Linked DNA regions of Mus musculus: region 2 is linked to region 1. A link is a contact called in public promoter capture Hi-C data. All regions are on one chromosome and are shown on one strand. The core of a region is the stretch at or near the end of the contact, and the rest is flanking DNA. Distances in the headings are between cores, read along the strand shown. Region 1 overlaps Pknox1 (Pbx/knotted 1 homeobox). Region 2 holds the start of Ephx3 (epoxide hydrolase 3).

Region 1 (5,874 bases), core at 845-3,344:
CATGACCTTGTCCCCAGGGAAACCAACACTTTGCTTTCTAAATCATTTATAAAACTATTATGATAAAAACTTTCCCAACAATAAAATTTCATATGGCTACATGTGTGTCATTGGAAGTGGATTTTGGTATATAGTAAAGAAAGCCTTGATTAGAAAGAATTAGCCGGGTGTGGTGGCGCACACCTTTAATTCCAGCACTCTGGAGGCAGAGGCAGGCGGATTTCTGAGTTCGAGGCCAGCCTGGTCTTACAAAGTGAGTTCCAGGATAGCCAGGGCTACACAGAGAAACCCTGCCTTGAAAAACAAAAACAACAAAAAAGAAAGAATTAAAATAGTTTAAATTTATACATTGAAGATTTATTAAAAAAAAAAAATCAGGCACTAGATGTTAAATAATAACTGACCATGGGGCTGGAGAGTTAGTTCAGCGGTTAAGAGCACTGACCGTTAGAGATTTATTAACCTGCTTTTGGAATATGCTACTAGCCTTGGATGACAACCCCCACTGAATACATCCTTCTAGAATTGTTCTATTTTGATGATTTATAACGATGTTACCTGTTCTGTTTGTGATTCACTGAATACATAGTTTTAGAGTTGTAATGCTTGGATGATTTTTGTGCTTTACCCTGCCAAATGATTTTTGTTGGTATTTGGGTTTTTTTGTTTGTTTGTTTTGGTTTTGGTTTTTTCGAGACAGGGTTTTCTGTGTAGCCCTGGCTGTCCTGGAACTCACTTTGTAGATCAGGCTGGCCTCGAACTCAGAAATCCGCCTGTCTCTGCCTCCCAAGTGCTGGGATTGAAGGTGTGCACTACCGCCGCCCGGCTTTTGTTGGTATTTGTGATTGTCTCACTGGCTATAGCTTCTAAGAGATGTAACATTTGGTTTTTTAATGTATAAAATCCCCTGCTTGAGAGCTGCAGAATACACTCAGATTCCATCTGCCTCTGTGTTTGTTTCTGTTTGTCACCGCTGAATCCTTACCCATCCAGCTTCAAGGACCTTCATTCCAGGGACCCCCATACCCGACTGGGCACAGTCCCATGTGCCCAGGCTGTTTTTGAAACTGCAATTCCACTGCCTCAGCACCCTAGATACTGGGATTATCAGCATGAGCCACTATATCTGGCAACATTTAGGTCTGAAAAAGGGGGTGGGGCTCATAGGACACAGCAAAGACTAGAGTTCTAACTGTACAAAGACATATAACTATGACACCAGGGCTTCCTCTGAGTTCATAGAAAGGCTTGTGGGCTAAGCACTGTATAAATCAACAAAATGCAAATCCCTAAGCTTTAATCTGAACATGTCACCTACCTGTGGTGTCTGCTAGGCCACCGTTGCTCTGCTTGTTTCTGTCTAAATAGGCGTGTTGGGTCTTGTTAGCCACAGACATCATTTTCAAGCTTGGTGAAACCTGTAAGCCAGACTTTCCCTTCTCACAAAGGAAACCCTTGAGAGCCTGGTACTGGTGGCCCAAGGTCTTATCTATCCACCTTGGACAGCAGAGTTCAAGGACACATATCTCCACCTTCTGAAAGTCAAATGCTTCCAGCCATTGGCCACCCAAAGTCAATTTCAGATGTTCTTTTGAGACATGGTCTGTCCTGTCTCAGACTTAGGAAGCAGTCGACTTTGAGCTTGGACTTCTGCTTTTCTGACCCTCTACTCCCAATTGCCCGGATTATGGGGTGCTGGCCACTGAACCCAGGGTTCTGTGCATGCCAGGCAAGCGCTATACCAACTGAGAGCATCACCCCTGGCCCTTAGATACACTTCTGAAGGAAAACAGCCTGTTGGTCCACGGTTCCAAGCACAAACTGGGGACCTGCAACACCTCCTGCACGTGTCCAGGGGCACCTTGCAAGGGGTTTTACAGTGTGGGACCAGCAAAGGTGACAGGTCTGGACCCATCAATCATTCTCTTGTTAGGCCAAAATAATCCAGTGTATGAAATGTTACGATGAAAAATCTGCTTTGCAGTTTTTTTTTTCCTTGAGAAAATGTCAACTAATTGAAGCCAAACAGCTAGGGTAGCCTCAACTCCCCACCCTGGTGTCACTGCAAGGTGTGTGGCAATCTTGAGGATCTTGCCTAGGAGTGACAAAGTCCACTTTGGTGGCACAAGCTTTACAGAATCAATCGTCCACAAGGCATGTTTCTGGTTTTAATTTTTTTTTTCTTTGATAAATCAATTGCTTCACAAAAATCCTTTTAAAGACAACAATCCAAGAAAACATATTGTTACAGTATTCACATTTTAAAGATTGTCAGTTTCAAAGACCGAACTTAACTGAAGAAGGCAGCCTGCTGTGTTCCAGTCACAACCTGCGGGAGGGGCCTCTGGGATGGGCATTTCCCTGCCAGCCATGGGGGAGGAGCAAGTCTCCCGCTGCCCCCACAGGTGCACTGGCCACCCAGCAGGCTACACAGTGGCCCGTCAGCCCTAGCCGCAAGGGTCACAGTGCATATTGCATATACACTTCTATTTGACAATCTGGAATCAAGAAAGCAGAAAACCTGAGCCCACCGGAGGAGTGGGTCAGCCAGTCTAGATTTCTGCTAGACAGCCAAACAGCAGGAATGACACGAGTTGACTGTAGGTCTCAGAACACATTCAAAAGGCTCCAATGTTTGGGAGTCTGACCATTTAAACAAAGCTCAAAGGTTTTCTGCACTGGCCAAGGAAAGGCGAGCAGGAGTTTTGCTCGATTTTTTTTTTTTTTTTTTGAAACTGGGTTTCACTACACACCAGAGGCCAACTCGACCTTGCAGCAATCCTCCTGCTTCAGCCTCCTAAGTGCTTGTTTACAGGAATATGCCATTGTGCCCAGCAAGCAGGTGTCTCAAAGGTGCAACTGGCAGACACCAAATCTGCTGGGCAGGGACTCTATGAACCAGCATGGCTCGCCTCATGGGGAGCACTTAAAAGCATCTCTGTGCACGGGGAGGTGAAAGGATATGACCCTGTGCCAGCTCTTTTACTAGCTTTTTTTTTTTAAGACAGGGTCAAGTAGCCCAGGCTTGCCTCCTGTCTCAGGTTCCTGAGTGTTGGGATTACAGGAGTGTGTCACCGTGCCTGGGGTTCTCTTACGATCTTCATGATATTCCTTTGATTTAGCAGGCTAGAGTTCTGTGCTTAGGAAAGATGATTTCAACTGGAAAGGACACGGTAGAGCATGGTGTTCGAATCCCAGCTAGAGCGCCACCAGCTGGTGCAGCAGGGGCTGTGCTTCCATTTTGGGGACTGGCAGAGCTCTGCAGGGCTCACAAGAGAGATGTACTTCTGCTCTAAACCTAATAGAGCCAGCTGATCGTGCAGGCTTTTGTATGCCGGACTTAAACTGTTAAAACAGTTTGTAAATAGGTAAGGGAAAGACTGCTTGAAATAGTATTCTCTCCTCAAAGGAGTTGCTGGCAAGTTCTGGGGGTTTTATTTTGCTGTCTTGGACGCACCTTAAGTGGTTCAAACGGAGCCCCCATTCTTTTTGCTGACTACTTGGCTGTTCAGGTGTGCTCAATGGCTGAAGAGAATCAAGACATTTGGGGTGATGGTGAACTATTCCTGAATTAGCTAAAGAGGTAACCGTGGGGTAACCGTGGGGCCCAAGGCAGGGACCCCTAGACAGCTGTTCCCTATCTGCAGGTGGCCTAGGTACCACTGTGAAGACAGATGCCTGTTTCCTAAGAAAAAGCTTCCCAAGTAGACCCAAACAAACCAAACCAAATCTCAGCCTTGACACTCAGAAATGAGGTCCTCAAACTGTCCTGAGTCTGTAGTGGTAACAGAGAGGGGGAGGAGCCTGGAGAGTGAGTGACAGTGAGAGCCACCAGTGGGCCCCACCGCCACGTTACAGCCATGGTTCTAACTTCTAGGTGTCTGCCAGTAAGAAAGACAGTTTAGGTGTTTGCTGTTTACACCAGCTCTGAGCCAGTGGGGCAGAACACACTTTATATTAGTTTATAATAAACATTCTCTATATAACAGGTTTTAACTAAAAAAAAAAAATCTAAAATTACCACCCAGTTAACATAGCCAGGCAGCCATGGAACTGCAGTCAGACTAGGCGTGGCAGAGCCCTCACTTACCGTACGTCCTACTGAGTACACTGTGTAAGATGCTCTAGCGAGTGTAAAATGTAGCAGTCTGCATCACACATGAGCAGAAACTGGAGATGTCAAAAGCTCACTTGACAGTTGTTTCCTTTTAGCAGCTGAGGCGAGCCCTCTCCTCCCCAGAGAGCAGGAGACCATGAGCAGGTGGCCGCCTTTCAGAACATTCCGAATCGAAAGACAAGCATGTGCTGTTGCTTCTCTAGAAATTTATCCTCAATATAGTCATAATCCAATTAATAACTGATTTATAAAAATAGCTTTTTATCCAATAATCCCAGCAAGGTAAAAATAGGAGTTTCTTTTTCTATATAGCAAATGAAACAGGCAAATGCTGCCTGAGAGAACTGAAGTGTGTGGTGGGCACCCACAGCCCACCGGGGCCAGAGCCCTCTCGCTCTGCAGCCTGCGTGCAGGTCATCTTTCAGACCTGTGAGCGGCACCAGCAGCCGCCCCCAGACCTGCTGTAAACCACACGACTCAATTGCAACTGCAGAATTTTAGAAAATGGCAGCACTGTTCCTTAATCTCGTCAAGGACTCAAGGGGCAGGGGCCACGTTTCTAGCATTAAAAACCCATACACGCACATCTGAAGGAAGTCGCTGCACCGGCAAAGACGTCTTGAAGCTTGCTGCGAAATACAAAAGTGCACCTTCTATATCTACATATAAAACAGGTTACAAAGACAACTGTAAGATGCTTGCTGTGCAAACAGTGAAGAGTCCAGCGCCCAGCTCCACACTGACCCCGTTGGTGCTTCCTACTGAAGGGAGTCGCTGTTCTCCAGCACCAGCCCGCTGATGTGTGTGGGCGCCAGGGCGCCGCCCTCATCCTCTGTGCTATCCACCGACTCGTCCTCACTCTGCCCTGCCATCATGACCTGCTGTACGGCCAGGGTGGCCCCGTCTGAGGACAGGGACTGAAGGCTGTCCACATTCATGTTTACAGGTGTGGTGATGGTCACAACGGCACCTGCAGCAGAGCACACCAGGGTCACCGCCTTCAGTAGTCCTTAGAGCAAAGCACAGCCAGGTGCTGCCTGCTTGTACAGTCTACACCCGTGTGTCAGTCAGGAAAGGAGGGCACAAACCTCCCACACTTCTAGAAAGGCGCCAGGACAGGATTGGTATCACGTGAAGGAAGGTGGTGGCAGGAAGGGTGCCAGAGACAACTCAGCATGGAACAGACAGGAGAGAGCACCAAAGCCAATGACTGTGTGTGTGTGTGTGTGTGTGTGTGTGTGTGTGTGCATGTGTTTGTGTGTGCTGGGGCCAGAATGGACTCACTGGGAGAGCAGCAGTGAGGCCAGTGGTTCCACATTCAGCATCTCAAAAACATAAAGAAATTCAAAACTGTCCCCAAAGCTCCCTAAGCACATGGCAGAATACAGCCATGGTGAAGAAAGAAGAAGATGGGGTGGGGGGTTGGTGGAATATAAATAAATAAAATAATAAGAAAAAAAAAAGATGAAGGAGAAGAAGATACATCTATGCAAATACATTCAAACACACAGCCAGATGGGAAGTATGTATACCATAGTCACAACTGCTGACAGGAAAGGGCTTAAGTCCCAGGGTTCAAGGCCATCAAAACAAAACGCATCACATACAAAACAAGCCAGACTCTGAGGAGCTCAGGCAAACACATCAGAATGGCGGCTGTGAGCGGGAGAGGCAGGGAAGGCGGAAAGCAGGAGACAGGCACAAAGAAAGCAGCCAGGGGAACAGGCTTGATTCTGCTGTCTGTGCTGACCGTCAGA
Region 2 (5,874 bases), core at 1,669-4,168, 580 kb before region 1:
GTCTCCTCCCTGTTCCCTCTCGAAACCCTACTTCTCCCCCTCCCTACTTGATCTTCCCGTGTCCATCCCTACTTGCACCCAGTCCACCAGTAAAATTTGTCCTAAAATCCCTGCCAGGGAGATCCATGTGTCCTCCTAGTCCCGTCCTCTTAACCTAACCTCTCTGGGTCTACAGATTGTAGATTATCATTTATTTAATTATTTAGTATCTACATATAGGTGAATCCATTATCATTTACTTAATAGCCACATATAAGTGAATACATATCATTTTTATCTTTGTAGGTCTGGGATACCTCAGGATTATTTTTTCCTAGTTTCACTAATTTGCCTGCAAATTTCATGGTGTCACTTTTTTAAACAGCTGAGTAAACTCAAGGATTTACTTATTTTATGTATATGAGTACAATTATAGCTGTCTTCAGATACACCAGAAGAAGGTGTCAGATCCCATTACAGATGGTTGTGAGTCATCATGTGGTTGGTGGGAATTAAACTCAGGACCTCTGGAAGAACAGTTGGTGCTCTTAATTTTTAATTTCTCTCCAGCCCTCAGTGATTTTTTTTAATTTATTTATTATATGTAAGTACACTGTAGCTGTCTTCAGACACTCCAGAAGAGGGAGTCAGATCTTGTTACAGATGGTTGTGAGCCACCATGTGGTTGCTGGGATTTGAACTCCGGACCTTCAGAAGAGCAGTCGGGTGCTCTTACCCACTGAGCCATCTCACCAGCCCCGATTTTTTTTAAGGCTAAATTAGGTGAAGCTCCCTGCTGAAGTGCTTATCCTGCATGAGGAAGGCTCTAAGCTCAGTCACTAGTACTGGAGAAAGAGAAGCAGCTACAGAAGTGTATCTCTCTATACCACTCTGCTCCTTTAAAAGTGATGGTTACTGGGGCTAGCAAGATGGCTCAGCGGGTAAGAGCACTGACTGCTCTTCCAAAGGTCCTGAGTTCAAATCCCAGCAACCACATGGTGGCTCACAACCATCTGTAATGAGATCTGACGCCCTCTTCTGGAGTGTCTGAAGACAGCTACAGTGTACTTACATATAATAAATAAATAAATCCTAAAAAAATAAAGTGATGATTGCTGAAATGATGACTGTTGTCCTGGACACAATGTAATGGACCTTAATGATCACATTAATTTTGAAATATACCCCAGGCCAAGATAAAATAGCAAAACAGACACTTAAATGAAGTTACTCACAGTATTGATTTTATTGCTACTTCTGTAAATATGACAGGCTGCTGTAACTTTAGGTCCAGATATGACAGGGCATTATGTTATCATTGTTCCTGATTTAAAGAGTCTGTGACTGTTCTCTTAATGTGTCTAAAGTCTAAAATGTTTTTAAAATGAAATTTCTTCTGGAATTTCATCAAGTTGAGCTCTTTACAACAGAAAGGACTGTTCTTCAAATACATACTTTTAAAGATGAAAAAGAAAGGAAGTGTATCTCTCTAAATACCTAATATTCCTCTAGATATCTAAGTAACCAGCAGAAGAGATTCTGAAAGCTTGCCAGTAGCCTTGGTGTTGGATGAAGCACAGATGGCTATGTCTACGTTGTTTTGCTGCTAAGCCAGATGTATGACTTCAGGCAAAATGACCTCACCCCCAAATTTCAGGTTCATAATCTGTACTGTGAGGATATGATAATGCAGGGCTACTCTAGGGTTAAATAATGGGTGTCCCTAAAATAGTCTAAGATCTTGGGAAAGGTTGCAAGAGAAGCAGACTCATTACTGAGACACAATTCTTGCTTGACACCATGCCCCGTCATGCTAGGCACTGCCCTATTTCCTCTTTCAACCAGAGCCTCCGTAATCCAATATGCCCAGGCCAACTCCAGGTTTCAAATCCAGCCTGTTCTCTAGGAGGCAGGGTCTGCCCTTGGCTGTCATCTGAGCTTGGCCTTCAACTCTGGCAATTTAGCACTTAAGCCCCACCTGTCCTTAGAAACCAGTGCCCGCTGGATGATGGACCCCCTAAGCCAACGGGACGAGAGGACAAAGAAGGGTTGGAACCAGGACAATGGGTCTCATTCAGGGCAGGGTCTTCTAGGTCAAGCCCTCCAGCTTGGAAGGCAAACGGTGAGACTCCTACTGCCCACACCTACCTACAATTCCCAGCTATGTAACGTTATTTGCTCTTCCACTTCTGGGTTTGTTAAACTCTCACTTTCACGTTAGTTTCTTGCCCCTTTCCAGCTCCAGAACAGACTCGTTCTTGGGTCTAGATTCTACCCAAGCCAACAAACCTATCCTCAGTCTTTCTCATCCAAATACAGACTCCACCTAATTCCCCTTCCTCCTTCATAAGCCACACCCCTTAACCTCTACCTTAGATATGCCTCGCTCCTTTGATCAAAGCTCCACCCATCTCAGAGTTCCAAGCTCCACCCATCTCAGAGTTCCTCCCTTCCTTCGTCCTGGATTCAACTCTCCTTCCTTAGAGCTTTGCCAGTGGCTTTTTTTTTTTTTTGGGGGGGGGGGGTTGTAGCTCTGGCTAGTCTAGAACTTTAGATATAAATCATCTGCCCTTGAACTCAGAGATCCATTTGCCTCGGCCTCTTGAGTGCTGAGATTAAAGCATAGAGGGGTGCATGTGCTGCAGTATATGTGTGAACAGTTGAGAGTCAGTCCTCTCCTTCCACTTGTGGTTCCCTGGGATCAAAGTTAGATGGGCAGGTGTGCTGCCAAGTGCTCTTACCTGCCGAGCCTTTTCTAGGTCCTGAACACTGCCACCTGCTACAGAAATTTTAATTCTCTGTTCCTGTTTAAACTCCATCCAGCATGTCCTAGGGCTCCGCCCACGGTCCCTCTTTCCGCAACCTCCGAAACCAGGTCCTCGCAGGCTCCACCCCCAACCCCCTCATCCTTAAGTGTCTCGTTCTGCCCAGGTACTTTAGCTGCCACTTTAGAGTGAGTCATGAGAGGTGGCAGTATCTGTCCGAGCCGCGCATCTGTTTCCTCGACCGGTCCAGTGGACTCCGATAGCACGGTGGAATCCCAAAACAAAGGTGGTGGGCTGCTGGCGCCAGCACCCCTGGCTCAGTCTCCCGACCACGGCGGCTCTGTAGTCGTCCCAGAGCGCAAGGATATGCCGGAGTTTGTGGTGACAGCGCTACTCGCACCCTCACGCCTCTCGCTGAAGCTGCTGCGAGCGCTGGTGATGAGCCTGGTGTACTTGGCTGCCTTGGTGGCCGCGTTTGTCTACAGCTGCATCGCGCTCACCCATGTGATGTGCCGTCCTCGCAGGGGCTGCTGCGGCCGCCAGAGGTTGTCTCCCCCAGAGTGCCTGAGAGACCCCACGCTGGGCGAGCATTGCTTTCTAACCCTCAGGGTGAGTGTTCCTCCCGTGAAGGTAGGTTTCAGGGGGCGGATGCGGATTGAAGAAAGGAGGTTGAAATGTCGGATCTGGAACATCCTTGGGTGTTCAAGTCTCGGGAGGAAGCTCCCATATTTCCTTACCCTTCAGCTCTTACTTAGATTGGGTCCTTCTGCAGAGTTCCGGCCTGCGTCTGCACTATGTCTCTGCTGGTCATGGCAATGGGCCACTCATGCTATTTCTGCATGGCTTCCCAGAGAACTGGTATGTCTGGGCCCCTGGATCCTGATGCTCACTGGACTAGGGAAAGGTAGAGTTCTGACTATGAGGTACTTGGGAAATGGGAACCGGTAGGGTTGAGTAATCCTGGGATTCCACTATTTCCTTCCTAAGAAGTCCAGAGCAGAAAGGTGGGATGGCCCAAAGCTGGGTATAGGAGGTGCATTCTGCTGACTAAACTCCCAACTCCCTTACCCAACAGGTTCAGCTGGCGCTACCAGCTGCGAGAGTTTCAGAGCCATTTCCATGTCGTGGCTGTAGACATGCGTGGTTATAGTCCCTCTGATGCTCCAAAGGAAGTGGATTGTTACACCATTGACTTGTTGTTGGATGACATCAAGGATACCATCCTAGGCCTGGGTATGACTCATCTTCTCATTTTTGCTCCTTTTGGGACCTACTCCTACACGTCTACCTCATCCCTACTGTATCTTATACCATTGTGTCTCTCTCTTCCCACCACCAGGGTACTCCAAGTGCATCCTCGTGAGCCACGACTGGGGGGCCTCCCTTGCCTGGGAGTTCTCCATCTACTACCCATCCCTAGTGGAGCGTATGGTTGTGGCCAATGGTCCTCCCATGTCAGTGATCCAAGGTGTGTTGGACTATGCCTAAAGCCCGTGTATTCACCTGTGACCTGGCACGGGGATCCAGATAAATGCTAGTACACTTAGGAGTAATGTAAATTGTCTTGAGCACTTTCAGGTTGGAGGTGATGGAGTATAGTTAAGTGGTTGCACATTTGTTTACTATATTAGCGGGAAAAGGTGTGCTCTCCAGCATTGAGAGAGAGAGAGAGAGAGAGAGAGAGAGAGAGAGAGAGAGAGAGAGGGAGAGGGAGAGAGAGAGAGAGAGAGAGAGAGAGAGAGAGAGAGAGAGGGAGAGGGAGAGAGAGAGAGAGAGGGGAAGGAGGGAAAAGCCTGGGTCAGGAGTGTTTCTGATTTTTGCATTTTCTTTTATTTTTAGAGTGTTTACACACATCATCAGATCATCTTGTTGCTAGAGCCTAGCTCTGAGCATGACATTAATTTATGCTTCCTATATACTTCCTGTACCTAGACTTGAGTAGACTGAAAGAAATTCATACAATAATCTTAGTGACTTTGTACGTGAAGGAAAGTTCGTGGAGCTGACTATACTAGCATATACCTACTACTATCAGCACTTGAGGGGCAGGGGCTGGAGGGATGACTCAACAGAGGAGGGCACTTGTTATTCAAAGAACCCAAGTTGGATTCCCAGTGTCCAGATGGTATCCCACTGTACTCCAGTTCCAAGGCTCTAAATGTCCTAAACTGACCTCTGTGGATACCAGGCACACATGTGGTACAAATACATACATGTAAATAATAACAAACATTAATAAAAACAATTAAGTCTAAAAAGAAGCCAGATACATGCCTTTAAACTTGAGAGGCAGAGGCAGGTGGATTTCCATGAGTTTTCCATAGTGAGACCCTGCTTCAATAAAACTGAACCAAAACCAAACGAAAACATGAATTAAGTCTAAAAATAAGTAAATAGATAAATGCTTAGGAAGCTGAGGCAGGAGGATCGTGAGTTAGAGAGCAGCCTGGGCTATGTTGTTTCCTGTCTGAAACAAACATCACACACACGCGCGCCCACACAGACACATAACTGTACATTGAACCATTAGATGTCAGTCAGCTGGTGTATAGCTGGCATATACTTTGGATTCCAGCACTTGGGAGGCAGAGGCAGATGGATCTCTGTGAATTCAAGGCCAGTCTGGTGTATATGGTGAGTTCCAAGTTAGCCAAGGCAATACAGTGTCTCCAAAAAAAAATAAAACCACTCAGATTTTGGGGCATTTAAATTTTTTTGGATGAGGGTGGTCAACCTGTGCCTGCCAGTCGCCTATAATAGACTTGCATACAAAGTCACCATGCAGGGCTCTTGGGCTGATGAAAGCGTTGCTAGCTTCATGTTCTAGTTGAGGGAAACTGAGGCAAAGGAGATGATGTCTGTCTTTGATTTCTTTTTCTTCTCTCTTCCATTTGTTTGTTTGTTTCTTTATTGAGAGGAGTCTCACTATGTTGGCCTAAGCTGGCATGGGGCTTGTTGAATCTACCAGGCTGGCCTCAGGCTATAGAGATACATCTGCTTCTGCCTTCTGAACACTGGGATCAAAGGCATGTGCCTCTGTACTCAGCATTGACAGCAAAGACACAAACAACTAATAAACCACGCCACAATGGGATCAGACGCTCCTTCCTTCTGGCTCTCTAATGTTTTT

The links. Promoter capture Hi-C pulls out the DNA fragments that hold promoters and counts their contacts.
Region 2: a promoter capture Hi-C map of liver shows a contact between it and region 1, with 2.3 times the contacts expected there. The contact joins the promoter of Ephx3 here to the enhancer-like site in region 1. A contact is called at or near these places in 2 of 39 promoter capture datasets (liver and pre-B cells).

The regions. Positions count from the first base shown.
Region 1 is chr17:31,603,966-31,609,839 of GRCm38.p6, reverse strand. It overlaps Pknox1 (Pbx/knotted 1 homeobox), which reads right to left. Exons shown (of 11, transcript NM_016670.3): 11 at 2,147-5,087. The coding sequence ends at 4,876. Among named protein-coding and RNA genes, the nearest start is that of Cbs, 30 kb to the left of the region's middle. Within about 2 kb of position 2,094, at least 4 of the 459 cell types and tissues checked have an H3K27ac peak or open chromatin away from gene starts, as enhancers often do. A contact at or near this core is called in liver, where this site is marked.
Region 2 is chr17:32,186,514-32,192,387 of GRCm38.p6, reverse strand. It overlaps Ephx3 (epoxide hydrolase 3), which reads left to right and starts at 2,918. Exons shown (of 7, transcript NM_001347341.2): 1 at 2,918-3,353; 2 at 3,517-3,602; 3 at 3,820-3,977; 4 at 4,084-4,212. The coding sequence starts at 2,940.